Regions from separate parts of the Sminthopsis crassicaudata genome. Here region 2 is linked to region 1. Evidence: chromatin contacts called from public Hi-C data. All regions are on one chromosome and are shown on one strand. The core of a region is the stretch at or near the end of the contact, and the rest is flanking DNA. Distances in the headings are between cores, read along the strand shown.

The links. A called contact is a pair of places that touch in the nucleus more often than the background predicts.
Region 2: a Hi-C map of fibroblasts shows a contact between it and region 1, with 5 times the contacts expected there. The contact joins the promoter of SYNM here to the promoter of TTC23 in region 1. A contact is called at or near these places in 2 of 2 Hi-C or Micro-C datasets (fibroblasts and hippocampus).

Annotation. Positions count from the first base shown.
Region 1 is chr2:553,049,476-553,055,292 of ASM4859323v1, forward strand. It overlaps TTC23 (tetratricopeptide repeat domain 23), which reads left to right and starts at 1,374. Exons shown (of 13, transcript XM_074295038.1): 1 at 1,374-1,735; 2 at 3,623-3,722.
Region 2 is chr2:553,203,589-553,209,491 of ASM4859323v1, forward strand. SYNM (synemin) reads right to left here and starts at 3,411. Exons shown (of 5, transcript XM_074295043.1): 1 at 2,450-3,411. The coding sequence starts at 3,256.

The DNA of each region.
Region 1 (5,817 bases), core at 124-2,623:
TGAAGCCTCGGTTCTGACACACGTAAAATGAGAATAATACTTCGCAGGTGACCTAATTGAAAGAGTAGTTTTGAGGACCAAGGATATTTAGGAACCTCTCCTGGACTTATAAAACATGAGCTATTCTATAATGTTCACTGATCTAACAGAGGGTCACAGATTGGAAACAGGGGGCCATCTAATCTAATTCTCTCTTAATAATCAGAGGAAACGTCCTGGAAGGACAAGTGATTTATCCATCACATATTGGCACACAGATGGCATTTGAACCTGAGTTTAGTACTCTGAACAACCCTATCTCCAAGAACTTAATTTGCCGTAGGTTAGAATAGAATAACAATGTTTATATTTGCATAAAGTATTATAAGAACTTTATATACATTAAATCATTTAAGTCTCAAGAACAATCTAGAGGCATAAAAAATTATGCCCATTTAACATTGGAGGAAAAGAAAATCCCCCGTAGATCAAGAGATTTGTTCAAAAGACACAAAATTATAAATTGCTTTACAGAGATTAACCCATAGACTGGTTCTAATCCACTGCTTTCTGCTACTTTGAGATTCTTCGATATAAAGAAAAGTGCCTCAATACTGATAGATAAATATGATTGTTAGTAAAACTTTCGCTTTTCCTGGGATGTGAGAGGGAGTTCAAAGTTTTAAGAGAACAAAGCATTAAGGCTCATTTTTCTGTTATTAAAAATCTGATGGGGGCAAAAGCATTTTTCTTTCAAAATGTGTATAGCAAAGCTATCTAGATACATGAACATAATAAAAATAAATTATTTGAAATTTACTTCTTAAAACTGACCACAATTAATCACTGGCATTGGCTAATCAAAGTATGGTATTACTTCTGTTTAGATTTATAATAAGTCATAGTAACAACTCAAGGTTTCTTTAGTGGAAAAATGCTGGATCCAAAGTCAGAGGAACTAAGTTCAAAACCCTGCCTCCTCCCTTACAATGTGAGCAGAGCAGGTCAATATCTCTGTGCCTCAAAGTCTAGGACTTTAAAAAGTGGGGGAAGGGGAAATAGAAATGCTGTTCCAGTTTTAAATCGATGCTCTTGTGGCATGTATCTCGATTTACAATGCTACATAATAGAATATCAGATATTTACAAAGCATCTAACATATTTTTGGTAACTAACTTTTAAACTTATAAAAGGAGTTAATTTTTTCAAATGATGGGATTTAGCTTTAAGGAGAGGTCTAGGAAAAGAGAAAGTCAACCCTCCCTCCCCCTTTTAAAATTCCCGCCTTAGGATCCCAAGGATTGGGTCGCAAACTGTGACTGAAAAGGGTATCCCGGATCTTTTGTTCTTTATTGGCTAAAGCTGCATCAATCACTCCCCTGATCCAGGTTTGTAAAATAACAAGTTTCTTTTCCGGGAAATGGTTGTCTTAATTTAGTTTTAAGCTCTTTGAATTTTAGTCATTTTCGTGGACATTAATCTATATAAAGAAGTATAAAATAAGAAAACACTAATTGAAGTGGCTTGGAAAACCGTAAATAGACAACTGTGCAATTTTTCTCACAGTGAATTGGAGCAGTTTCTCCGAATCCAATGTAAGTTGATAATGGCATTTACAGCAAAATCGCCTGTTTCTTGAATTTATCAGGATTTCTCTCTAAAGAAGTAACTGTAACCACTATCCGACAAAAGCCAAAGTGAGTGAATTGTTAAAGGACTGAAGTCAAAGGAAATCAAGTAACAAGTTTTTATGAAGGTACAAATTTCTCTTTACATTCAAGTGTGGGAATGGGAATGGAGTAGGAAATATTGTATCTAAAGCAATTTTGTAAATTTTAAGAGTGATTATCTTTGACCACCTTACCGTACTATTTTCGTTTGAACTTGCTAATATTCAGTCACATTATTTATATCTATATTTATATCTATATACGCACATACAAAATAAAAGGGATACTTCTGTGAAGTATATTCCAAATAAATAGGAAGTATATTTATAATATGCATTGTTACAAATTTATAAAACATAGAAATGAATGTAAGAATAAGACTTAAGTTCTGAAATTGTGTGGCCTTTTTTTTTTTTTTTTTTTTTTTTAATCTTTAATTCCATGTTTTTACTTGTTCTTGTTTTTCTCCTGTGATTTTGGCTGGCATTATGTAAATGCAAGAACAAATCTTCCAAATAGCTGAAAAGAAAACCAGTGAGAGGACAGAAGCAGATTTACAGTTGGAAAGTTATAACTAACTTTTCAATATCAAAAACTATGATTATTAAAAGATAAGCCTATTTCTTGAACCAATTTATAACTCCTAGGATAATGCTATATTTAAAACATTTCACATACATTCACTCTAGAAATTTTTATTGGATGTCTAATGCCTTCTTAGAACTATACTAGGTCCAAAGGGATGCAAAATAAAGATTAGGCACAAGCCTTCTTTTCCAGTGCTTATGGTCCAATTGATACACATAAAACATTTAAATAATAATATAGCAGGGTAGTTCAGTACTATACAGGTCAGGGGAGGAAAAGATTAACACAAACTGAAATGCTCAGAAAAAAAAAAAAACATTAATTGGTTTAGAAAATAAACTGGGGCTTGATGAATGGGTAGGATTTAAAGAGATGGAGAGGAAGATGGAGGGCATTTCAGATTAGGTGATGGTGAGGGAAGTGGTGGCAGGATAGGATTAGAAGAGAGAAGAAAGACTATGAGTCAAAGTGTGCTTTAGTGGTATTAAAGACAACTGGCTGGAGTGAAGAGCTCTTCATGTTGTGAATTAGTGGACAGGGCTCAGGCTGTGAAGAGTCTTGAATGCCAAGCTGAATGAAGATTTGGGATTTTATTCTCTAAGGCAATGGCAAGCTGTTCAAGGTGGGTTTTTTGTTTTGAGTGGGTTAAGAGGGGCTGGTCTTTTCTCTTCTTTCTTTCTTTCTTTCTTTCTTTCTTTCTTTCTTTCTTTCTTTCTTTCTTTCTTTCTTTCTTTCTTTCTTTCTTTCTTTCTTTCTTTCTTTCTTTCTTTCTTTCTTTCTTTCTTTCTTTCTTTCTTTCTTTCTTTCTTTTTTTTTTTTTTTTTTAAAGGAATTACATAATGATAACAGATTTCAACTGTTTTAACCTGCAGAAATATACAGGGTGGGTTGGAAAGGAAAACCTAGAAACCAGGAGAAACCCATTATAAGTTATTGCAACTGTAGAACATGGCAGCTTATTGAATGATATTATAAACCTTTACATGTTTTAATGTTTAAAAAAACAGATACTTCTAATAAATTCTTGGTTGAATAAAATAAATCTTGATGCATCATTAAAAAAAATTCAAAAGCACCTTCCTTCCTGTTTTAACATTGAAAAGAAAGAATTTTATTTTTATTTTTTTAATAACACCTTTAGATAGCGTATATTTAAACTATATCAGATTCTTTGCTGTGTTGGGGAGAGAAGTGAGAGAGAAAGAAAAATTTGAAATACAAAGTTTTACAAAAATGAATGTTGTAAATGATCTTTACATGTATTTGAAAAAAATAAATACTAATGAGAAAAATATATAATAAAGTTAAAATATCTTTATCAAGATGAATAGACAGGTAAATTTCCTTTTATGTTTAATATAAATTTCCTTCTTCCTTTCCCATAGAATTACAATATAAGGTTTTTTTGGTCCAGTATAATGATATTGCTGATATCTCAGTAAAGAAGAAGCTCTCATACTTCAAGAAGATTGATTTCGTAATGAGGTACTCTTGTTCGAATTGTAGACTAATACTCCAGTTAAAGGAAAAATTATAAAATAATAAATATTTCTTTTCAGATCTTAGACCTAATTAATTTGACCCTTTATTCACATTGTTCCCTCTGCTTCCCTTCCCTTCAACCTGTAGGCCCCATCATTCCCTTGTCAAAACCTGCTCTGGAAAAGCATCTTAGAACCATTCAAACTAAACCTATAGCATCCTTAAAATTACTTGCTTCAAAGAGTAGCTTGAAAAAGACCTTTAAGGCTTTAAAGTAAGTAAATGAAACTCCATCTGCGGAATTTCCAGTTATTCAGGTTTGTAAATTGAATCGTATTCCTCTTTCCCTCTTTTTCATCTTCCAAATATAGTCACTTAAGTATTTTTGATTCTACTTCCACATCTTTTGTATTTGATAGCCATCACCCTAATTTAGGTTCCCTTTGCCTTTTACATATTACTATATGTAAATATTTTAATTCCTTCCTAATTAGGGTCTTTATCTTCTTGTCTTTCCCCTGCTGAAGAAGTGATTTCCTATTGACCCTAGAATAAAATACAAAAATCTTACGTTTGGCCTTCCAAACCGGCTTTAATCTTTTTTTCCAAACTATTCCTTTGCTCCATCCCAGAAATCCTTAGTTCCAGTCAAAGTGGCACCATTGCTTTTCTTTTCCTGTGATATTACAATCCTTTCCGCGTTCAACTCCAACTCTTGTAAATCCTTGCTTTCTTCAAATCTTGGCTTTAGTGTCACCTCTTATCTGAGGCCTTTCCTGATTGCCTATTGTTTAGTACTTTCCCCAATTACTTTGTATTTATTTTGTCTAGATTTGTATTTCTCTGTGTATTTTCCCTCCTTTCCACCTCTCCAGAAGAATGCAAGCTCCTTGAGGGCAAAGATGATCTCCAGTGCCTGGAACAGTGGTTACACAATGCCTTGCACATATCTAGAACTTTATAAATTCTCATAAATTGAGTTGAATCAAAGTCCCCTGTGACTCTTTTCTCCCTTGACAGAAGGTCTTTTCTTAATCTCCCCTTACCTCCTGGTTACTTCTATGAATTCTTGATCTGGCAATCTTGGGAGAACATTTTAATATCTTTTTTATTCTTATGTGTTTTAAATGTTTAATTTTTAAAGTAGGGTGGTTTTTCTTTGGTTTTGCTTTGTTTTTTATAATTTGTGAGTTGCTATTACACTTTAAGTCAAACTTGGGCTCAGTTCCCATTAAGCCTTTTCGAAGTTAAGTTGAAGGGCAAAGCTAAAATTCAAATCCGGCTCTAAACATAGACCTAAGTGTCCTTCTTAACCATTGGAAGAGTTTTTTGTCAAAAAACTCCCTGAAATTCAAATATAGCATTCCAAGATATTCCCTGGGGAGGTAGAAACCTAGGAAAGATCTGGTGGATTCTTCATTTCCCTAATCCTATACATTTAAGCACTTACCTAGTTCTATACATTCCTTTTTCATATGATCCTTTGCAGTTTAGTTTAATTCAACAAACATTTATTAAGTACCTGTTCTGTCCAAGGTACTATACTAGGGCTCAAGTCTGAAAACCTGGGAGGCAGCAACATGGAGGAGAAAGATCCCTACTTCTGAAAAAAAAAGACTTGGAGTTACTTGCTATACCTAATGTTTGCCTGGGAACTCCTGTTTTTTTACCTATGAAACATGGGGCTAGGGATTAAATATGTGGTTTCTGGGATCTCTTGCAACCCTAGAAATACCAGACAACTCTCCGTTCTACCCTCTCCAACAGTTCCATGAGTTTGAGATGGCAGTTAGCCTCTCTCAGCCTCAATTTCCCCATAAGTATAATGGGGATAATAATGCTTTCATTTTCTGTTGCACAGAACTGTTATGGAAAGAGCACTTTGTAAAGCACTCAAAAAGCACAAAATTTTTTTTTAATGTTTTTACTATCACTTATTACTGAGTATCTCACACTTGCACTATGGCAATAGTTTCCTAAATTTTTTTTATTGTTTCCAATCTCTTCTTCCTGTATTATATTCTTTGAATAATAACCATACCAATTTTCTTAAAACATCACTTAGTGACCCCATCACTCTTTATCTTAAATAGTATTA
Region 2 (5,903 bases), core at 2,161-4,660, 160 kb after region 1:
TCTATATATTTCTCTCTTTTTATTGCAATATTGAAATATTATCCCCAAATAAGGGTAGGATCATTAGTTAACAAGTCAAGCAGGCCATAAATGAATGAAGATAGGAATTTTTTTTAAAATTAGGGCTTTGGTTTAGAGATTTCTAAGATTCCTTCCTAACTGAAAATCTTCTCTTCAATTTGTCAAATTACATCACTCCAATTCATGAGAGTAAAGAAAGGACACTCTGTGGGGATTTTTCATGCTTTCTCATCCTCTAAACACCATCCCCCTCTTGTTTTTCACAGAAATTTAAAGGCCAGACCAGAAAAACAAAAAGGGAGAGTGGAAAATCTTGGGTCTATTCTATACAGATCATGTTGTGGTAATCCAAAAAGAATTAACTCCCTTTTAAAAGTACTGATTGATTCAGCATTTTGCTGTTGATAAGCATTGCAAAAATGCTAACAGCACACAAATGAGATTTGTGTTCATATTCACTAATGCAGGTATACTGATACATTCAAGAAAACTGATCAGGAAGATTTCCAGACATACTTCAATACCTTTAATCAACCAACTTACTCAACACAACTAAGTGGATTAATACATTTTGGAAAGATTTTCTATTTTATGCATACAGGATTTTCTGGATAACAATAACAAGTAGAAAATCCAACTGGTCAGCATTCCTATTAATCAAGGTTTTGTCATATCAGCTTTATGACAAAAGTGTTTTCACTAAGAAGGTCTTAGGCAACAAAGGATTTGTTTTAGAAAACAGCATCATAATCTGATTCTTAATGGTTGTCTAATTCATTATATTGAAAGTTTGGGATAGGGTCCTCAACTAGATTCCAAACTGAGGAGGTATCCTTTATTAAACTTCTGTATGCCCCAGAGATCACATCACATCATTGGGCACATGAAAGATGCTCAATAAATATCTGTTATTTGATTGACACCAGACTAGAGACAAAACTGTTAAAAAAAAAATCTAAAATGTTTTTCAGGGAGGCTAATCTCAGTATGTGAAAAAATGTAGATTATACTTACATGTGAAGCATTTCATGTTTATTATTTATTCACAAGAGTTCTTTGAGATTAGTAGGGAAAGAAAGTATTGTTCTCTCCACTCTAGAAAGAGAGATACTAAGACAAAGAAATTGGCTGCTTTGCCCAAAATGATGAAGCTGGTATCAAGCTAATGTTTCAGGAAAGGATCCTAGGTCTCCTGTCTCCTCAAAATATTCAAAGTTTTATTTTTGCCTTACCTAAAAAACCACAATCAAAACAGCACAGTTCACTGCAAACTGACCTCATAAAGTATGCAGTTACATAATCTTTAAATTATCACTTCAGAGAACCACTGCACAATTAGAATTATTTCCAATAAAGTCTGATGGAGTCAGCTGCACAACCTAAGCTACATAGTACACAACTCCAAGAGTCATTATTTATTTTTAAGAAAGTATGGATTTTGCTTTTTCTAGATATTAACTTTATATTAATCCAATGCAAGGGGTAGAATAAGTAAAATGTCACATTGAATCTTTATTTAACATGATTCTTTAGAATTATGGGGAGGAAGTAAAATCTGATTTAACTTTGTAACATTATCCAATATTATATCTGATTATCACCTATTCCTGCCATTCCTGTCACTTCCAAGAACAAAGGAGAGAATTATTCACTATATATGGCCAAAGTGAAGAGCCAAATGTTTTTTCTTACAAAGATCTGAAAGGATTCATGACTCCAAAAACCGACCCTGACACAGCAGGGAGAGCCCAACCCCCACTTGCTGGATGGAAATGCCTGGGGTCATTGCCCAGTGCAGTTTCTCATACCTTCCTTCTTTCTCCACCTCCAAACACAGACATGCGTGCAAGGGCGGATCAACTTCCCAATATTTGCCCCTAATTTGGTTTTCTCTGGGATCCTTCCTTGATACGAACGTTCCCTAGTGAATGGGCAGTTTTGCCACTAAAATAATACCCTTTGATAACAGATAAGGAGATTACTACACTTTTCCCTTGACACAAAACTCCTCAAAGTACTCTGAGGAAAGTAAAGGAAAGCTTCACTCCACAGAACCTTAGGTACATTAACCCCGCCCCAGGGTGGCTGGAAAAGTCACCGACTCTTGGACTATTGTGGGGGAAGGCTTGGTTTTCCATGCTGAAATGGAGATGGAGAAGAACCTCAAAAACAGAGATGTTATCCCTAAACCGTTCCCAAAAAACACAATTCAAGTAGTGTGATTTAGTGGAAAATGCAGGAGGTGGGTTTCAAGCGATCTGAAACCCATTTCTGATGGACATTTCCTAGTTGTGGGATCACTTAACCTTTGTGCACCTCTATTTACTCATCTGTAAGAAGGAGTTACATGCCCTCCTCACAAAGTGTTTGCGGATAAGACACTTTGTACGCCTTGAAGCACGTATCACTGTGAATTTTTATTACACACCTGGTTCTCTTCCATCTCCAGGTCGTATTTTTCCTTCAACCTCAGGAGCTCTTCCTCCAGCCTCTGGCGCAGCTGGTCCAATTCTTGGGCCTCTCGGTACAGGGACTCCACTTCTAGCTGGCAAAGCCGCTTCTCCTCCTCTGCCTCCTTCCGACTCTCCTGCCCCAGCCTCACCTTCTCCTCCAGCTCGCGCACCTTGTCCTGGTACAATTGGAAAGTTTCCTGCCAGGACTCGGACATCAGGAGGGCGTAGCTGTCGTGCACCTCCTGCAGATTGAGCTGGGGTTCCCGGGGCGGCTGGCGCGCGCGGAATCGCAGAGAGAAGGTGGACACCTGCGCCCGCAGCTCCCGCACGTCCCGCGCGTGCCCCTCCTGCAGGCGCTGGTGCTCATCCTGCAGGCGGCCCAGCAGCGCTTCCAGAGCGGCCCGGGCGCCCAGGGCCTCCTTCAGTTGCTGCCGCTGCGCGCCCAGCTCGGCGTCCAACTGGCCTCGGACCGCACGCACTTCCCCGCTCAGCCTGCGCAGCTCCTGCAGCTCGTGCCACAGGCTGTCCCGTTCCCCCTCGGCTAGGGACTTGTCCCAGCTAAGCTCCTCCAGCTGTCGCCTCAAGCTGCTCACCTCCGCCTGGTAGCGACCCTGCCATGCTTCCCACCAGTCCTCCTCCCCTCTCCGGTTATGCAGCTCGTCCAGGAGCTGCTGGTTTTCCTGCTCCAGCTGCCGCACCCGGGACACATACTCGTAGAGGCGGGCGTTGAGTTCCTGAAGCTGAGCTTTCTCATCTCCCCCTAACAGCCTCCAGTGCAGCATCGTGGCTTCGTTTATTTTTTGGGGGGTGGTAGAATTTCGGGATGAAAACTGTCCCCCTCCTGTCCAAGCCTTGACCTCTCCCTCCACTTCTCCCCTGCAGCGGAGATGACGATCCTGCAGCTCCGGAGTCTACCGACTCTGGGACAGAGACTGGCAAAGCAACATGACATAACGGAAGACTGGGTGGGGTTCGGCGAGGAGCTGGCAGGGAGCCGTCTCCTTGGCCAGGGTCTCCATCCAATAGCAGCTTGGGACGAACCCGGACCACTATAGCCAAACAGCGCCCTCTGCGGGAATGGCCCACCTCGGAGACTACGAACCCCAGTTCTGAACTTTTATCTCTAACATCTGTAAACAAGGGAACAGGTTTCAATCCAGAACAAAACTCTACTAAATAGTAGAGAGTGAAAGGGTTTGGGGGCACAGGGAAACTGGCCTTCTGTTGGAGACACATCAACACACCAAAAACAACCATTCCATCTCCCTAAATGAGTTTGTCTCCAAAGCTAGATTTAATGATTCCAGTTCTGTACCTCAGAATCAGGAAGAGCAAGTAGCAGAACCAAGATTCAAACAGATTCTTGAATACAGATTTAGTGCTCTCGTACCTATACCATCTGAAGAGTAGGGACCAGAGAGAACCTTCCTTTCCTCTCTTCCTTAACTACTCAGTCTAGCTTCTGACCTCCTCATTCAACCAAAGCACTGCTCTCCCTTAAGTCACTAATGATCTAATTGCCAAATCTAAGGGATTTTTCTCAAGCTTTATCTTTCTTGACCTCTATACAGCCCCTAACACTATCATACCTTTCTTCTTGATAGTCTCTTCTTTCTTGATTTTCATGTCACTGCTCTCCTAGTTTTCTCTCTCTGTTTCTCCAGGGCCTTCTTCTGCCTTTGTACTTTATTGAACTTGGTAATTTCATAGGCTCCCAGGGTTTCAACCACCATCTCTATGCTGCTGATTCTCAGAGCTACTTTTATAGCCCTAACTTCTGATTTCTCTCACCTCTCCAACTGCCTTTTCAACATTCTCCAATTAGGTGTCCCATAGACATCTTAAATTCAACATGTTCAAAACCTTTCCCTAAAGCTTCCTCTCTTCCTAAATTCTCTTTTACTGTCCAGTGAACCTCCATTTTTTAGTGCTCCAGACTTGCAACCTAGTTATTAGCCTTGAAGCTTCACTCTCTTACAACTCCCTGTATCCAGTCAGTGATCAAGTCCTGTTGTTACCATTATAGTATCTCTCATGTATGCCCTCCTATTCGCCTTAAACAGTGCCACTCTCCTGATAACAGGCTCTCTTCATTCAATGCTGGATTACTGCAATAATCTGCTGGTTGCACATCTACCTCAAGCTTCTTTCTATTTTAATCCATACTCCACTCATTTGTCAAATCCATCTTCTTAAAACACAAATCTGATTATATCACTCCCCTACTCAATAAGCTCCAATGGCTCCCTATCCTCTCCAGAATAAAATATTAAATTCTGTTCTGGGCTTTCAAAGACCTTCATAATCTGACCACTTTTTAATCTCTTATACTTTACATCTCTTCCATGTACTTTGTGATCTAGTGGTATTATTTCTTTGCTGTTTCTTAAACAAGGCACTACATTTCTCAACTCTGTCCTCTATTCATAGAAGAATCCCCCTCAGGTTCATCACTTAGCTTACCTGATTTCTTTTAAGTCTCAGATAAAGTCTTACTTTCTGCAAGAAACATTTCTAGTGCTCCTTAATCTTAGTTCCTTTTCTCGGAGATTACCCCCAGTTTATTTTATATATACCTTGGGTGCAGCCAGTTGTTTGCATATTGTCTCTAACATTAGACTGCAAACTTTTCAGAGAAAAGATTATTTTTTTTGTCTTTTGTTTTGAAATTTGTGCCCAATGTTTAGCATAGTGTCTGGCATAAACATAATACATGCTAGTGGATTAATATAATAATAATAGTGGTTAATAAATGTTAGTTGATTGACTCTCATCTAGGAAGGTCTGAGTTCAAATATAAGCTTGACAGATAATCCTGGACTAATCTATTTACTTTTCAGTGTTCTAGGTGATGCTTTAAAACTATAAGTTATGATGAATGAAATGAGATACTATTCTGCTCTAAGAAAATTTCAAAGTAATGGTTTCAAAGAAATATGGAAAGATTTTTATGAACTGATACAAACTGATGGAAGTAGAACTATGAGAATAATTTATGGAACAGCAAAGTGGAGATTGAAGCATAATTTTTTTTCTTTTTCCTTATTTTTTATTTTCTTTTTCTTTCCTTCTCTTTCTTCCTTTCTTCTTTCCTTCCTTGATCCCTCCTTCCCTTCCTTTCCTTCTCTTTTTTCCTTCTTTATATATAGGTATATATAGGTAAAGAGCGAATTTGTTTTGCATGACTATACAGATTTATTTTGGATTTTGTTTTTCTTGCCTTTTCAATGGAAAGGAAGGTTAAAAGATGGAAAGAATTTTGAACTAAAATTAAAATAAATTGAATTTTAAAAAAAGACTATTAGTTACAGAAGTATCAATCTGAATTAGTAGAGGCAATGTCCTCAACTAGGAATTTCCTTTACCAACAAAATAAAAAGTCCAGATCTTTTTCCTATCCCAACCATTGTACCATTGTGCTTCAGTAGC